3 separate regions of the Mus musculus genome follow, and regions 2 and 3 are each linked to region 1. A link is a contact called in public promoter capture Hi-C data. All regions are on one chromosome and are shown on one strand. Each heading gives the region's core, a stretch centred on a gene start, on an enhancer-like site or on the middle of the called end of the contact. The rest is flanking DNA. Distances are from core to core; before and after follow the strand shown.

What was found. Promoter capture Hi-C pulls out the DNA fragments that hold promoters and counts their contacts.
Region 2: a contact with region 1 is called in a promoter capture Hi-C map of macrophages, with 9 read pairs. The contact joins the promoter of Trim30a here to the promoter of Trim12c in region 1. A contact is called at or near these places in 1 of 39 promoter capture datasets (macrophages), 10 of 484 Hi-C or Micro-C datasets (CD4 T cells, LSK cells, embryonic fibroblasts and 7 more), 6 of 115 datasets of contacts at active chromatin or transcription factors (the 230-238 cell line, effector CD8 T cells, heart atrium and 2 more) and 2 of 9 other capture datasets (adipose tissue and macrophages).
Region 3: a promoter capture Hi-C map of macrophages shows a contact between it and region 1, with 7 read pairs. The contact joins the promoter of Trim34a here to the promoter of Trim12c in region 1. A contact is called at or near these places in 3 of 39 promoter capture datasets (the C10 cell line, the HPC-7 cell line and macrophages), 8 of 484 Hi-C or Micro-C datasets (B cells, CD4 T cells, the G1E-ER4 cell line and 4 more), 15 of 115 datasets of contacts at active chromatin or transcription factors (the SCID.adh cell line, T-cell acute lymphoblastic leukemia, bone marrow-derived macrophages and 9 more) and 3 of 9 other capture datasets (adipose tissue, embryonic stem cells and liver).

What each region holds. Positions count from the first base shown.
Region 1 is chr7:104,352,025-104,355,163 of GRCm38.p6, forward strand. It overlaps Trim12c (tripartite motif-containing 12C), which reads right to left and starts at 1,334. Exons shown (of 8, transcript NM_001146007.1): 1 at 1,170-1,334. Gm38525 (tripartite motif-containing protein 30A-like) reads right to left here. Exons shown (of 8, transcript XM_006508379.2): 8 at 2,535-3,139. It overlaps Gm36430 (a long non-coding RNA gene), which reads left to right and starts at 13. Exons shown (of 6, transcript XR_003946847.1): 1 at 13-947; 2 at 3,119-3,139.
Region 2 is chr7:104,444,382-104,447,438 of GRCm38.p6, forward strand. It overlaps Trim30a (tripartite motif-containing 30A), which reads right to left and starts at 1,744. Exons shown (of 8, transcript NM_001357467.1): 1 at 1,523-1,744.
Region 3 is chr7:104,242,592-104,245,931 of GRCm38.p6, forward strand. Trim34a (tripartite motif-containing 34A) reads left to right here and starts at 1,866. Exons shown (of 8, transcript NM_030684.3): 1 at 1,866-2,001.

The sequences.
Region 1 (3,139 bases), core at 84-2,583:
TCAAGCTTTTTTTTTTTTTTTTTTTAATTTGTCATTTTTTAACATCAATCAAAAATTTAATTTTCTTTCTTTAAAGGTAGAAAGAGGCTATTGCAGTCATGTGCTCCTGACACTACAGAGACTTGGGGCTGGGGCTGTCGGACAAGCTGGAGACCAGTCTGGGCAACATAAAATGTATCCTCTCTCCAAGAAACCTTACAAAAGCTGGCACTTTGGGGGAAATCTTCAGATGTGTCACTGGAGCATGCTCATAGTAGTTTTCCCATCTTCAAACACCCCTTCCCCTCTGCGTGGGAACTGAACCCAAAGCTTGAAAAGTACTCTATCACTGAACTAAGTCACAGATGTCTTTTAAAAAAATATTCTATGAATGAGTCTTATTGAGTTGCTGATGATGGCCATCAATTTATAATCCTTCTGCCTCCTGTTTATCTGGAATCTCAAGCTGGGCTGAAGTCTATATTGGTATGGAGAAAATATCGGAAGGGGAAAGATAATAGCTGAAGTTATTCCCAGGCTTGGGACTGTCAAACAGGGTCTGTGACTAAATAACAGGCTCTCAGTCTCTGGTACTAAACTGAGAGAAACTCTGGGACTCTTAGAGGAGTATTTTGCAACTTTCCTAATGCTGCAACTCTTTAGAAAACTTCCTCGTGTTGTATTGACCCCAACCATAAAACTGTGGTATTTGCTACCTCATAACTATATTTTTCTACTGTTGTGAATCATAATATGAATATATGATATGCGAGATATCTAAAGTGCAACTCCTGTGAAAAGGTCATTCAAACGAGTCCGATCCGGTAAAGAACCAAAGCCCTAAAGTATGCGGAAGTACCACTTTATCACACAAAAACACATTGAAAAGCAGAGGCTCTGATCCAGCTTTGCTGCCTGGAAAGGGAATGTCTGTGGTAGGAAACAACGCTCTGGGTCTCGTGCACAAGGTACAATTCAAAATTACAGATTGTGAAACTGAAGGGGGAGACTAAACCTGGAAAAAACACAACTTTAAAGTAGTTTTGTTGTTGTTGTTGTTGTTGGTGGTGGTGGTGTTTTGTTGTTGTTGTTGAGGAGGCACCTCCCTCAAGCTCCCCCATTTGCATTTTCAGCCAGAGGCCGGCAGCCCCTCCCCCTTCCCCTCCCCCGCTTTTACAGGATAAACTCACCCAAGCAAAAGCAATGTTCTCCTTTCAAAGTCTTCAAAAGTCTGCCCCCTAAAATTGCTCAGCCCGTTATCAGACGCCAGAAAGTTGTAAACCAGGGAGAATTAACTAACCAATCCAGAACTTCAAGGTATTTCCGACTCGAAGCTAGAGAAACGAAAGTTTGAGAGCTGGAAATGAAACAGAAACCACAACTCTACAGACCAATGAGATGCCTTTGCATAAGCCTGCAGGGCCCACACTGACTGAGGAAGTTATCCTCATATCAGCATTGGCTGGCTCTGGAGACTGGGGAGGAGTTATGTGCAGAGCCAGGCAGAAACACCTCACCACCCTCACAGCAGAGAGTAATGAGCTGCAGAGGGCTCTCCAGCTGCCCAATAGTCTCCACCAGATTATGTATTGTGTGGCTCAACAGACTTAGTCCTTTTCCAGTGCTGATCTGATCCACCCATTCATTTCCTCCCTTCTAGGAGTCCCTCACCAGAATATCTTGGAGGTTCCTATTTGGCTTAGAGGTGTATTGAACACCTATATAGTGACTCAGCAGTACCGGAATTAGAAGGGAGAAATCTGTAGAGCTGAGAATGAGGTACAGTTGACATAGTGCTTGCCTATCAAGCATGGAGCACTGGGATGGTCCTCAGAAGTGTATATAACCATGTGTGGTGGCCCCTGCGGTCTGTCTTACTTACTCTTCTACTTCTCTGATAAATACCATGACTAGGACAAGTTACAAGGAGAGTGTTTAATTTGGCATTCACAGTTCCTATGGGTTAAAGTTCATGACCACCACAGTGGAGAACCTGATAACAGGCAGTGAGCTGGAGCAGGTGCTGGAGTAGGAAGTGAGAAGTCACAACTGGAGACACATCTTACAGAAACCTGAGGCAGAGAGAGAATGATGGTGGGGTTCAGAGTCTACTGAATTCTGAAAGCTTGCACCCATGCCATACTTTCTCCAAGAATGCCACACTCCTAATCTTTCCTGAACAGTGTCCTGATAACTAAGAACCAAGTATCCAAAAAATCTTAGCCTCTGGGGCCATTGTTATTCAAACCAGCACAGGATGCCACTGCCTTGCAGCTGGCTGCATGAGATCAGGAGCTCAAAGCCATCCTCAGCTATGGTGACTGACATCAGGATGGCATGGGAAACACCTGAAGCTTTCCAAAGAGAAAAGGAAGGGAGAAAGAAAGAGAAGAATAAATAAATAAATCACAAATTAATTAAAGAAAGTCAGTTGTGTGAGTGAATGTTGGAGAAGCCACCATCACCTGTCTCATCCCCTTTCCTGTTTGCCTCTCTAATTATTTCCCTACAGTCTCAGATCTACTGAAATATGGAATGATGAGTGACAGCAGACATAACTCTGTAGTTTGAATTTATTTCACATACTTACAACTGTCTTATACTCTTCTTCCTTTCAGATAGACTGACCCTAAATGAGCTCTAGCTCCCTTAGCCTCCCCAGTGCTGGGATCATGAACTTTTGCTGTTGTTGTTTAGTTTGGCTTTTGACTTCAGTGATTGAACCACGGTCCTTGTGGATGCTGGGCTAGTGCTCTATCCATAGCTATACACTTACCTAAATTTCATATCTTGATGAGGTCATAAGCCTCACTGTTGTTCTTGCTGTGGACACAATTGCTTACAAACAATGCTTTGATGTTCCAAGTCTTCTGAAATGTTAATAGTTATGAAAAACCCTCTAACATTTCTTTTGAGGCAGGGATTTAGTCTATATTCAAGCCTGGCCTAGAACTCACCAAGTATTTAGAGTGTTAGGATAGTTTCTAATTCCTGGAAATATAGAGGCAAGAGCTACCATGTCTCTGTCTTTTCTACATTTTACTTAAGGCTTTCTCTGTTTCTTCCTAAGGCCTGTTTGGGAATTAAAACTATTAAATACCCAGATTATGATCTAACTCTGCATGAATGTTCTCTCTAGGCAGAATTCCACTCCCAACTC
Region 2 (3,057 bases), core at 494-2,993, 93 kb after region 1:
AGAGGCCCATTGGACACACAAACTTTATATTCCCCAGTACAGGGGAACGCCAGGGCCAAAAAAAAAAATGGTAATGGGTGGGTAGGGGAGTGTGGGGGAGGGTATGGGGGGCTTTTGGGATAGCATTGGAAATGTAATTGAGGAAAATATGTAATAAAAAAAAGGGTATAAAAAGAATGAAGAGAGTTCAAAGAACTGATGCCATAGAAGAAATGGTCCTTTTCCAAATAGGCCTGGCAAATAAATTCTCTCATTTACAAAGTATCATTTTTTGAAGCAATTTGACACGTATCCCCTAGACGTTTCCACATTTAAAAACTGGACAACCCTAAAACATGCATTTTAATATCTCATAACATATGGTGGTTAAGAGAGTTAATTGCTATGTTCAGAAAACAGGTGTACACAACTGATTGAAAGCAAGACAGAGCAAAGGGAAAGGGGATGAATGGGCTCTTGAGAACCCTCAAGCCAACCTGGACACAGGAAGTCCTGACCTGTGTCTTCTGGAGTCTACATTAGTTTGGGTGAAGCCTGGATTCCCTGCTCCAAGTCCTTTCTTTTCTTTCATGGTTCTCAAGATCTCTAGATCTTTCTATCAGCAGACATTTTTCATTCTTTTATGTCATCAAATTCAATTAGGAGCTCTTGCTGTGCCTCCTAGGGCACTAATGTTCATGTGTAATCCCAGGAGCTGGGGAGGCTGACACAGAACAATTCCATGAGGTCAGCCTGGGATATACAGGAATTAAAAAGCTGTCACTTCTTGAGAGTGCTCCTTTGCTGTTCTCTCTCTGTCTCTCTGTTTCTTTCTGTTTCTCTCTATCTCATCCAATCTTCCTTTCACCCTATCCTCTGTCTCTTTCCTTGGGATTAAATTAGGAGCTGGTAGAAACTTGCAAGTGCTCCTCCAGCCCACTAATTGCACCCAAATTAGCTAAATAGATTTGGTCTTATTAGGTCCTTGGACTCTGGATCTTACTGTGTCGTCTTTCGTTGTATCCAGAATTACTAGTCTGGGGTGATCTAGATTCAGATACAGGACATATGGCATATGGGGAAGGGTAGGCAATGGTAATGATTTTAAAGTGACATTAGGAATTCCCTACAGACTTCAGGCTATTTTATAGTACAAGTACATTAATAGGAGGCTGCAAAGAGATCAAGACTTCCAATCACAGACAAAGATCAAAGGAAATAAGCCCTTAGAATCATGGGTAAATCTACTATTACTCAGAGAAATCTTAACCTTTTTTTTCAAACACCCCTCTGGCTATACTACTTCTTTGGAGGGAAATCAGTGTCTGTGTTGGAGCAGAAGATTCATGCTGCAACTCATAATTAAAGATTAGAAAAAAGACTGGAGTCTGTTTGGAAAAATAACGGACCTTTCCAGACAGGTCATAAGAGCTGTCTTCCTCAAGGCCACCCTGTCTCTGGCTCTCATCCCCATAATATTCAGCAGGAAGCCAGCAGTTCCCCCCCAACCTCTTCCTGCTTTTTAACTTCAACTTAAACTCACCAGAGCAAAGACTGTGTCTTCTTCTAAATTCCTCCAAACTCTGCAGTTGAAAATTGGCTCACACCTTCAGATACCAACCAAGAGACCCAGGATTTGTGGAGAGGAGCAAACACAGGCAAGAGTCTAAGTCCTGAGGATTCAGCCAACTGTGCTGGTCCTCTTGGGAGCCAGTAGAGAAATGAAAGTTAAGACTGTGAGGGCAGGAACTGAGAAAAAGAAACTAAAAACAACCAACCAGTGGGGTGGTACCCCATCAATATCTGAGGTTTTACCACCAGAGGGAGTCAGTTGCCTTAGGTCAGCTTTGCCTTCCAGTAACTTGGGACATTTTTTTTCAGAACTACAGAAACTTGTTATGTCACTTGTTCAGACTCATGATACAATCAACCAAAAAGTTCCTGACCCTCTGGGAATGTGGAAAGAAAGCCTTCCCCATGGGCTTCTCCTGCACTTGAGCTCCTGTTTTGGCTTTGCCTTGGTGGCAGGTGTGGCCTAAAGGGAAGGAAAAACAAGGCTAGGGACAGAAAGCTGCCGTGTTCCTCTGAGGTTGGAGCTGGACTCTTACCGGAAGAGAACAGGAAGGAAGTTGCAGTTCAGGGAGCTGCCACACAAGCAAGATTTCCCACCCATCAGGGACAGAATGGGGAGGAGTCATGTGCAGAGCCAGGCAGAAACACCTCACCACCCTCACAGCAGAGAGAGCAGTGAGCTGCAGAGGGCTCTCCAGTTGTTCCATGATGTCCCTCAGATTATGTATTCTGTAACTGAATAGACTTTGTCCCTTCACAGTGCCGAGCTGATCCATTCATTCATTTTCCCCTTTCCAGGAGTCCCTCTACAGGATGTTTCACAAGGTCCCATTTGATTTAGGATTTGTTTAAAGACCAGTACTACTGCTACACCATTCCCTGAATAAAAGGTGGAAATCTGTAGAGCTTCTCTGAGAGTAGTGTTTGCCTATCATTATAGAGTCTGATGGTGGACCCTCAGCACTGTACAAAATCAGGTGTGGTGGCTCCTGCATGTGATCTGTCTTAGTTACTCCGAACTGCTGGGATAAACACCATGACTGGGACAAGTTGTAAGGAAAGTGTTTCATTTGGGGCTCACAGTAGAGTTCATGACCACCACAGTAGGACACATGGCACCAGGCAGGGAGACAAGGTGCTGGAGCAGGAAATGAGAAGTCACACCTTGAGACACAAACTAGACAAGAGGCAGAGGCAGAGAGAAAATGTTGTTGTTGGTGGTCAGAATCTACTGAATCCTGAAAGCTTGCATCCATGCCATACCTTCTCTAATAATGCCACACTACCAATCTTCTTTTCTTTTCTTTTTTTTTTTTAAGGATTTTTTTTTTATTGGATAGTTTCTTTACTTACATTTCAAATGTTTTTCCCTTTCCAGGTCTTCCCTTCGGAAACCCCCTACTCCTACCTCTATGAAGGTGTTCCCCCTCCCCCACTCCTATCTTCCTGCCCTAGCATTGTCACATACTGATGCATCTAATATCCTCAGGCCCAAGGGTTACTCCT
Region 3 (3,340 bases), core at 616-3,115, 110 kb before region 1:
TTCTTATGTCCAAGACAGACATGGCCATGTCCAGTCTGTTTCTGCTCTGGGCTCGTAGAGATGCATCTGGATGTTCTCTCATACATACTTCATTACATATATATATAATATATATACACATATATAAAACAATATTTTATATTTGTATATACTATACATTATATTGTATATACTTATACTGTATATTATATTGTATATCATTATATTGTACATTATATTGTATACATACACTACATATGTCTGTGTGTGTGTGTATATATATATACATACCTTTGCTTTTTTGTGGTTCTTTACTGTACCCCTCACATACAGTGAGGACTACACTTATCTGTGGATATAAAAACAAAGTTTGGATTGTTTCAGGAATTGAGCTGGTTTTAGTAAAGTCGTGGTTGTAGGTTTTCCTTTAAGATTTATGACTTTGAGAGAGAAAGCTAGGCTGATTTCATGACAGACTTAAAATTGGTAGTTAAGGAGACTAGGCCTAAGAACTGAGCCAGTCCAGGCAAGTCAATTACCAATAGAAAAAATCCTAGGCTCCAGCCTTCAAGCCCAGTTAATGGAATGTCCCAACCACCTGGCCTGAAGCAAGGCCAATGGGTAGGCAGCAGTTTCCAGACTTCCTCAGTTACTACCTTGGTAACAGTTCCCAGACCTCCCCAGCAAGTTTCCTGCCCTCACACCCAGGTAATAGAATGTCCATAGAGATGGACCCAATAGATTAACATAGAGGTCCCTACCTCAGAATTCCCTAATGAGCCTTAAATCAGACCAGCAAGCTCTCTTGGGTGTCTCTATCTTGGTAATGGGAGACCCCAGCTTGCTGGACTTCTGCAGAAATCTATCTTTACATTTGCATACCAGTTGAGTTGGGTGTCATTCTTCTTTGAATTATGGACCCTTACAACTTCACTGGCACCATTCCCTGCTGCAGGCATGGTTTCCCTTTCTTGTTTATTGGGTAGACTTGATAATTCTTGAGGGGGGTGGGTAAGAAGAGAGAAAGAGAGAGAGACAGAGAGACAGAGAGAGAGAGACAGAGAGAGACAGAGAGAGAGAGAGACAGAGAGAGAGACAGAGATAGAGAGAGACAGAGACAGAGAGACAGAGAGAGAGAGAGAGGAGCACTACCAGCAGGGAACATGTGGAGAGGGGACAGGGGGAAGGAGAAAGGGCTCAGAGAGAACAAGGAGGGGCCAAACAGTCCCTTTTATAGCAAGCCAGACCTACCTGACTGTTGCTAGGTAACTGTTGAGTGGAGCCTAAAAGGAATGTAAATGTGCTAACCTGGAAGGGATTGGGGATGGAGACACTTGAGAAGGTCAAAGTGGACAAAGGTCAGTGCAAAGCTGCAGATTCTATTTTCATAACCAAAGGGTTATTGTTATTCACAAATTAAGCAAAAGACCGTGCTTTTTTTTTTTTTTTTAATGTGTTCCCATGTATTCCTGGGTTGTTGTTCCCCTAACTGAACACCTTTAAACATTAAGGAACTCAGAGACCACCCTCAGATGGTGACTAGATAAAAATACCGCTGCTGTCTGGCCTGAAAAAGATTGTAAGAAACTGTATAGCTTGCTGGGCCATTTGTTTTATTTTCGGCTCACACGTTAATAAAAGTTTCTCGTGTTTCTTTTGAGTTCGTGGCTGCCTTCTTGCTGAGTGAAATCTTCCCTTAACATGGTCTTTAACCACCTGATGTAAGTGACAGCCCTTAGCTATGGCCACCAAAAAGCTCTTCCTGGCTGCTGAAAACTTCTCCTCTAGCCTTGGATCACCAGAGTCCCTGCATTGCCATCTATTGGTGGCCTAGAGTTTTGCCAATACTTAGGACTCAAAAGTTTCCTCCTCTTTCCTGTATCCGCTGGTTTGGAGTTTCAGTTTCTTTTCTCTGCAGTCAAAAAGGGAGGGGCTGCTGGTTGGTTTGGCTGGCTGAAACCAGTCCCTGGCTTTTCCTCACCGCTTCTGTCTGGAGGAAAGATCTCCCCTTCCAGGTCGGAGGTGAGGGTCCAAAGGTGTGTGCGAAAGTTTGTCCAGGGTGGAGGGAGGGAGACCCTAAAAGGAGAGACTTCAGTGACGCTTAGGAGAGGCTTATTTGCTCACAGATCACAAACCGCAGTGATCTGAAGTTGAGAAAAAGAGTTCGTGAGGAATCGAATTGAAATTGAGCAGGAAGGTCTTTTTTTTTTTTTTTTTCTGGAGAAGCCCCTTCTTTTGCTGGGGCAAGCACTTCCTGTTTCCTTCTGCTCTGCTGCTGTGATACACCTTGTAAACAGGTCTGGAATCTCAGGAGCCCTCCCCACCCCCCGCGTCCCCTCCTCTTCTCTCCCTTCTCCTTGTTTCCTCTCCCCTCTGCCTACTAAGATACTGTAGAGTTTCAGGGGTTCAGTCTAAGAGGAGCCTCTATTCCCCTCCTTGCAGCCAAAGGGGCTATCAGTGACCTTAACATCCTGAGCCCTTGATTTACTTGAAAACCCGCCCCCGTGTCACTTTCTAACTATATGTACCTCTGAAGAGCCACTCTTAGGATTCCATGTTTACTTAAACAGAGATTTTTTTTTTAAATACGTATTTATTATTTATTTTTGAGGCCCGTTTCACCGCCTTACTGAGGTTGGTCCTGGAGTTCTGGGGTCAAATATCACCCTACCTCAGCCTCTTAAAGTAGCTGGGACTGCAAGCTTGTGCCTTCCCAACCCCCTCACCCCTCCACCTGCTTGTTTCTGTCTCAGTAGCCATAAGAGATCCTGGTGTCCTCACCTGGCTTAGGCCTTATTGATCATTCTTGCTTGCATCTTTGCACTAAAAGTTATATCAGTTCTTTTTTTTTTTTTTTTTGCTTAGATAGTAAACAAGAGTTAGGTATTGCTCTGGACAGAGCCTAGGTGTTCTTGGTAAGATATTGATCCTGAATATTTTCCATGTTAGGCTAATATATGGGCATTTTGCATCTTCATAGATGGTTTAAACACCTGCCCGCCATTGTCCAGTACTTTCACTTTTCAGAATTCACCACATCTCCTTTTTCTGAATCTGCACTGCAATGCTAGAGAGTTTAGTCATGGCCAAACACAGAAGATAATTAAGGTGTCTCTCTCTCTCTCTTTTAATTAAAAATGTCAATGGGAAAAAGCGTGTTTTGGCATAAAAAAGCATACTAAGCACCCATTCAATATTTATCTAATATGAAATAAATCGACATGCTTATACTCCAGCTAGGAATGACAATAAGAAGAACTAAGTAGCTTATAAACTATGCAGCTTTTGTTTTCAGACTAAGCAAACAGTTCAATATAATCTCTTTTACCTTATTTTGTTTTGGGTTTTGGTTTTTGGAAAC